2 separate regions of the Anser cygnoides genome follow, and region 1 is linked to region 2. The links are chromatin contacts, called in public Hi-C maps. All regions are on one chromosome and are shown on one strand. The core of a region is the stretch at or near the end of the contact, and the rest is flanking DNA. Distances in the headings are between cores, read along the strand shown. Region 1 holds the start of CCDC88C (coiled-coil domain containing 88C). Region 2 overlaps CCDC88C (coiled-coil domain containing 88C).

What was found. Hi-C and Micro-C count contacts between places; a contact is called where the count stands out from the background.
Region 1: a Hi-C map of granulosa cells shows a contact between it and region 2, with 2.5 times the contacts expected there. The contact joins the promoter of CCDC88C here to the enhancer-like site in region 2. A contact is called at or near these places in 3 of 7 Hi-C or Micro-C datasets (granulosa cells and liver).

The regions. Positions count from the first base shown.
Region 1 is chr5:49,725,848-49,729,059 of Taihu_goose_T2T_genome, forward strand. CCDC88C (coiled-coil domain containing 88C) reads right to left here and starts at 1,921. Exons shown (of 30, transcript XM_066998255.1): 1 at 1,579-1,921; 2 at 1,360-1,460. The coding sequence starts at 1,638.
Region 2 is chr5:49,658,993-49,662,414 of Taihu_goose_T2T_genome, forward strand. CCDC88C (coiled-coil domain containing 88C) reads right to left here. Exons shown (of 30, transcript XM_066998255.1): 16 at 1,169-1,296; 17 at 1-78. Among named protein-coding and RNA genes, the nearest start is that of GPR68, 25 kb to the left of the region's middle. Within about 2 kb of position 1,594, at least 1 of the 3 cell types and tissues checked has open chromatin away from gene starts, as enhancers often do.

The DNA of each region.
Region 1 (3,212 bases), core at 671-3,170, 67 kb after region 2:
AGACTAAGTACTAAGTTCAGTTTCCTTGTTTTGAAATAGTTAATTCTTTCACACATTAGAGAACGGTGACAGTCCAGTTAGTTAAATCTACAGCAGACTCACAATTGCTACAGGTCCTTGACACTTCGGTTGGTTTTCTTTAGTGCTTTTTTTTGGTTGGTTTGTTTGGTTGGTTGATTTATGACCATTGCGTTTGGTGCAAAATCCCATTTCCCACATTTTGGAAAAGGTACAAATCTGCATTTGAATGCTCATGCTCAAGGCTCCAATTTGCAGAAACTTCTCTTTTGGAAGCATAATTATTCCTCAGAAATGCTAGAATTTGCATCTTCTTTTTACAACTAACACTTTGCTCCATTTTACACCACTACTGCATCAACCCCAAGCGGGGTGACTGATCTGGGTCCTTCTCTGAATCATGAATCACCTTCAGATCTTCATTGTCCAAGTTCCAGTACAGAATTTCCACCATGAAGAAAGCTCGATTGCCTTTACAGCTGGAGCAGCCAGGTACCAGAAGATAACAGAACTTGCCAACTTGAGAGGGTGGGACACAGATTCTCACACTTTTTTTTAAGTTACTTTTCAAAAAAAAAAGAATTCTGTTTAAAGATCCTAATATACACTCTTCATTTATGTGCTTGAAGTTGGCCTAACTTCACATCACTGGTTGAGCTTTACTTGGTTTCGTTCTGTGAGAAAAGGGCAGTGCCAGAACTGGGTGATGTTGGAAGCTTCCTCCCCTGCAAGTCAAATACCTTTCCCTGCCAGCTCTTTATCAGATGCATTTCTGAGTATTTAAAAGCAATTACAAAGACGAAACAGAAACAGCCAGGATCTGCGCATAGCAGAGCAGTGACAGGAAAGGATGTGGTTAAAAATGGATGCTTTAACAACAATTTACTTCAGGGTTAAAAGAAAAGAGTTATTTTCAGTCTGGGCTTTTAACCTACTTGTAAGTTTCCTCGAGACATATCTCTACAGCACTGCCTGAAAAACACACTAGCTACCAAAGTAAAGTTTTCTCTTTACCAATCTGTTTTTAACGCCAAATCTTACACGACCACGTAGACATGCTTCAGATGCAACCCCCCCAGTAAAGCTTCATCTGATGAAGCGCTTTCGTTTCCTTATTTACCCTGCAACGCAGCCTCTCCTGAAGGGCGCGAGCACGCTAAAAACGAGGCAGCCGTTTAAAAGCGTGCAAAACCAGAAGGAGCTGAAGCAGCAAAGCAAACCCGGACGGGACGGAGGGTTGCATTCCCCCCCTTTCTTTTTGTTACTTTCCTAAAGGCGTCGGAAGGGAGGCAGACGCCCGACCGGTGCCGTTCCCCCCCCCCACCCCGTGCCCCCGCTCACATCTGCAGCATGATCCTGTTGAGCAGCACGCCGTCCGCCAGCTCCATGTACATGCCCAGCTTGTCCTCGCTGCCGCTCGCCAGGGCCCCGAAGGTTTTCACCTGCCAGGGAAGGGAGGATGAAGGAAGGATGAAGGACGGAAAAGAGGGACGGGGGCGTGCTGCGGCCGAAGCAGGTGCCTCGGGAGCTGCCCGCCGGCCGCCTGCCCCCCGGACTCACCCAGGTCACCAGCGGGCTCTGCAGGAAGAGCTCCAGGAGCTCGGAGACGGTCACGTCCATGTCGCCGGGAGGGCGCGGCAGCGGGGCCGGCTCACTCGGCAGACAAAGGCGCCGAGCCCATGGCCCCGCCGCCGGGCAGCGCCCGCCTACAGCGGCGGCGAGCCGCGGCTCATCGCCCCCCGGCCCGGCGGAGCTCGGCGAAGGGGAACGGGGAAGGGAAATGGCGGCGGGGGGCAACGGCCGCCCGCGGGGGGTGGGCGCGGAGGCGGGAGGCTCCTGCGGGGCCGCTCCCGGAGCCCGCGCGGCGCGGCCCCGTCCCGGCCCCGCTGCTACCTGCGGCGGGGCGCGGCCTCGCCCCGGCCATTACAGCCCGGCCGCCGTGACGGGCGGCGCCCGCCGCCAATGGGAGCCGCCGAGCGGCCGGCGCTAGCCAATAGGAGGCAGACGGGGGCGGGAGGAGGCGAGGCGGAGGGTGCCCCCGCCCGGCCCTGAGGTGGCTGCGTGGGGGCTGCAGGGGGCAGCTGAATCCCCGCTCAGCGCCAGCGGGCAGAAAGGGAAAATCTCTGGAAAAAAGGGGGGTGTACACGATCTCACGCCCGCTTCCAGTAAAACGAAGCGAGGGGCAAGCAGCACTCGGTCCTCGTTGCTGTCCTCAAGCAGCATCAGGTGGTTTGTTAGGGATACCGCTGCCAAGGGGACAGCGCTCCTCTGCGGGGCCGAGCACGGCGGGGCCCTGGCTAGCAGCTCGTGGCTAGCAGCCCGTGGGCCATGGCTAGCAGCCCGTGGGCCCACTGCTGCCCCAGCACCCACAGCAATCGCTCAGCAAGTGAATTATTTCCCGGGGGGGGGGGGGGAATGGGGGCAGAACTTAATTTATTTTAGTTAAAAAATAATAATTCCAGATAATCTGACATTCTCCCATAATTCTAATGGACTTTTTCTGTTTCTTAGTTGTATCTGGATGACTACACCACTTTATTTTTCCCCAGAATGCGTGTTCTATTTTTCATACAATAGTCTGTGCATCAGCCACTTCAGAATGCATTTTGTCTGTCTCATTTAATCACAGTAAACTCACAAAATATATTTTGGATCTTACCAAGTCAGGCAAATTGTATCTGCAATTCTTTTTCTTACTGACCACTCAATCTCCCACCCCTATTTTTGAGAAGGGATGTGGGTACACGTGTGTAGCTTCGTTCTGTCGGGGAGGGACAGATGTTGTTTTGCCTGTAGGAACTGAGCGGTTTGTAAGCAATCCATTACGAAGTGACAGACAATGTTGTTCTTTGCAGCGGCCTGCTTGTCCCACATAAGATCAGTTTTAATTATTTGTTTCACGAGGATCTTTATTTTAGGCAGCCGTGTAGGTAGAGTCAGTGATAATCAGGAAATCTGGCAGTAAATCTCAGATACATTAGTGGGAGGGATGTTGTCATCTGAGACGTCTATGGAAGAAAAAGGGAAACTTCCCCCATGTTGGAGAGCAGGGGTTGTCCTGAGTTGGTCACCCCTCATCAGCCATTTTGAGGCGAGGTCAGCCTGAGGGAAGATGGCACCTTCCTGCCTGCACTACCCCTGCTCGATGCCTGCTTCATTAGCCCAGCCCCGCAGGGGGAAGCATTCATGGAGGA
Region 2 (3,422 bases), core at 344-2,843:
ATTGCAATCTTTTCCTCTTTCACAGCTAGTGTTGTTTTTAGTGCTGATTCAGTTTTGCTCTCCAGAATCTTGTATTTTCTGAAAGACATGAGAACAGCTTTCCAATATCTACCACTGTGAAATGAGCCACCACCATCTATATAGGAGATTTTGCCTTCATCCATTCCAAATACCATCATATGTTACATTGCAAGTATTTGCTTCAGGAACATGATTTCCCCTACTGCCGCAGATCTCTGCTGATATATTACAGCTAGGGAAGCTGCTTTAGGAAAACCCAATCAATTTGAATAGGGGTTACAACCAACATGGACCTATAGAAATATCTAAGAGCTACATAACTTAGGAATATATTTTTTTCTGTTTTTCCCTTAATTACACTGCAGAAATTTCTTCTCATGTCTCTTTTGTACATTTTGGACAAGGAGAAAAATCAGCAATAGGCCCTAAAGACTCCTGCAGAATAGGTATGTTTCTCTAACTAGCTCTTACCCAAGAGACCTGTACACACGTGTCATTGGAGTTTCTTTGTTCATGGCTCTAGGATTTGCGATCAATAATTTCTTAGGCAACATCTGTGTTTATATTAACAGGTGGTTGGATCACCAATTACTCGAAGTCACGACGCACACCAACTAATGGACAGTTAGAATCATAGAATTGTTAGGGGTGGAAAAGACCTCCAAGATCATCTGGTCCAACCATCATCCTACTACCAATGTCACCCACTAAACCACGTCCCTAAGCACCAGGTCCAAACTTTCCTTAAACAACCCCAGGAATGGTGACTCCACCACTTCCCTGGGCAACCTGTTCCAATGCCTGACTACTCTTAGACACTATTCTTACTTGTAAAAAGAATAACAGGAGGAATCTACACAATGGATTGCTAGAATAGCTACCCAGCTGCTCTGCAAGGGTACTGTGATAATACTGGCTAGCATGGAGAGAGAATGACATTTCTTCCTTCCTACCAAGAAAAGGGTTGGCAAAGCTTGCAGTATACTGCCAAGCTTGCTACAGAAAAATATGCTTAATGTCCAAAATTAGTAAGGATAACTGAAGTGAGACAGATGAGAATTGAATCAAAAGGCAAAGGGCTTAAGAGTTTGGCTGAGGAAAAGCCTGCAGAGTCAAAAGAATGACAAGAAGAGCTCAGTTTCCTCACGTGTCATCATTGCCATTGTCATCTTGTAGCAGCAGCTCTTTGTTCAATCCTATCTTCTCCAGTTCCTGGCTCAGTTTGTCCAGCTCACTAGACAACTGTTGACTCTTCAGCTTCTCCAGAACCAAATCCTGTAACAGGACTAAACGATTAGTTGCTCTGCAAAGGATAGTGATAATTATCCAGCACAATAGATTTTTTTAAAGGATACTAAAAAAGTCATTGTATAAAATCCTAGTCCCAAGAAGGTCAGTTAATATTCTTCGTCAGTGCCAGCTGAAGGCTGGATTAAACTCATTGCTTTTATTTATAGCTTACTCAGAATAAATCTGAAGAACGCTATCTTTGACCTTTGTCTCACTCACTGTACTGAATTACTTCTGCCAACACGGGCATCCTGCCCATCTGCCAAAAAAAAAAGGGACGTAAGGGACGTACAGGACAGGAGACATCCTGCCCACCTGCCGGCAGATGGGATGTGTGCAAGACAGTGAACATGGCACCAGCAGAGGGAGTTCCCACCTCCCCGAGTCCAACCCAAAACAAGGATGAAAAGCCCTGCCAAAAAGTCCAGCCTAGGCTGGCACACACACAGAGAAGTGACAGGACTTCAGTATGGAAATTTCCTGAGATAACATGGTTAAGATTTGTCACCAAGGGACTTACTTACACATTTCCACTACTGACTCTGACTTTTTGACATATGGAAAATCACTGGCAAAATTATAAAACCATAATTATATTGCTGCATATGTGACAGGACAGCTCTGGAGACTGCAGTTCTCCACTTGGTTACTTACTCTCATATCTATGGATGCATTCTGGTTACATTTAGGTTTCTTAAAGAAACTTAAGCAGAACTAGAAAGAGAAGTCATATGAGAAGGGCATTTGACAGAGCCCTACGAGATGGTATGGGCAATGCTTTGCTTTTATGCCAGTAAAGTGCTTTGTGTGGAAATAACCTTAAAAGACATAGTATCAGCCCACATGTTTAAAAAGGGCAGATCATTTTTGGTGCATTGCCAAGTTCCAATGTCACAGATGTTCAAAATTTTCTGAAATGCAAAGGTATCATGAGGATCTACACTGCTTATATTTCTGTTCCAAAATTTTCTTAAATGAGGCATGGGGAAAGGACAACAAAATTAAGGAAGCATTTCAAGTAAGAAAAGATAATCCTGAATATCAAACAGAAGCAAGAGTAGAACAAACAAACAAGTAATACTAGTAATACAAAAAAGTAAACAAACTGTAAGTAGTCAACAGTTCTGTGCTATCACAAACTTAGCCAACGTGTTTAAGTGGCAAGGAAAAATGCTAAGGTCAATGTTAGTTTATAGTCTAGAAACAGGTCCCTTCTTCAATATCCATGAGCTCCTTCTACAGAATCTGTAGAAGATAAGTGAGAAAAGGAGAAGATATGCTTTATGCATGTGCTGCATCACAGTCTGCAGATGTCTGAGAAGGGAAATATTAAAAAGATGTCTTCTCAGAAAAGCTATTATTCTCTGTATTTTTAAGGAAAGCTGGATAGAAGCAACTTGGGACTGTTCAAAATATTTCTGATAAACTTTTTTTCATCCTGAAAATTACACTACTGCTTCGAAAACTAAAAGCAAAGGAAATCTACAAGTTAGTAAGGCTAATGCAATTACTTAACTTAGTCATTTCACTGAGCTACTACAGCATTGACAATTTTCATTTGAATGTTCTTTCACAGGGAATCCTGTTTCTGCTAGGACAACAGCAGGGGCAGCAGGTCATAACAGAAAGCTGCAATAACCTGAATTAGCTCATAGGCCATTCACAAAAGTGGCAGGAGCTGGCACAAAAATTGTTAGTTTGTCAAGGTCCTAATGCGTACTGTGTATTTTTTAAAAGATGACTACTAGGAAAAGTATGCTGAAGTGGAGAGGGCTGCTGGAAGAGATCGCTGCTGCTTAACAACAGAGCTGCTTAGGATGCTTTCACTCTGTACGAAGATGTAAAGCAAAGCTCAGTGCAGCCGTTACTGAAAAGGTCAAGTTGGTCACCTGGGACAGGTCTTGTCCCAGCTATGTCTGTTTTAGAACTGGGATGTTAATATGTCCTCAACAAGTGCTCTCATTTCTAAGGTTAGGAGTCCATCTCCCTTACTGGAAGCTCTCAAGTAAGCAAACAATTTTGAAGTCAGAATTTGAGGAAGCAAAGTCATTGGTTACAGCTACAAGGTGGGAGCTGTGTTAACACCCTGTTCTGCATGAAGATGATGTCAT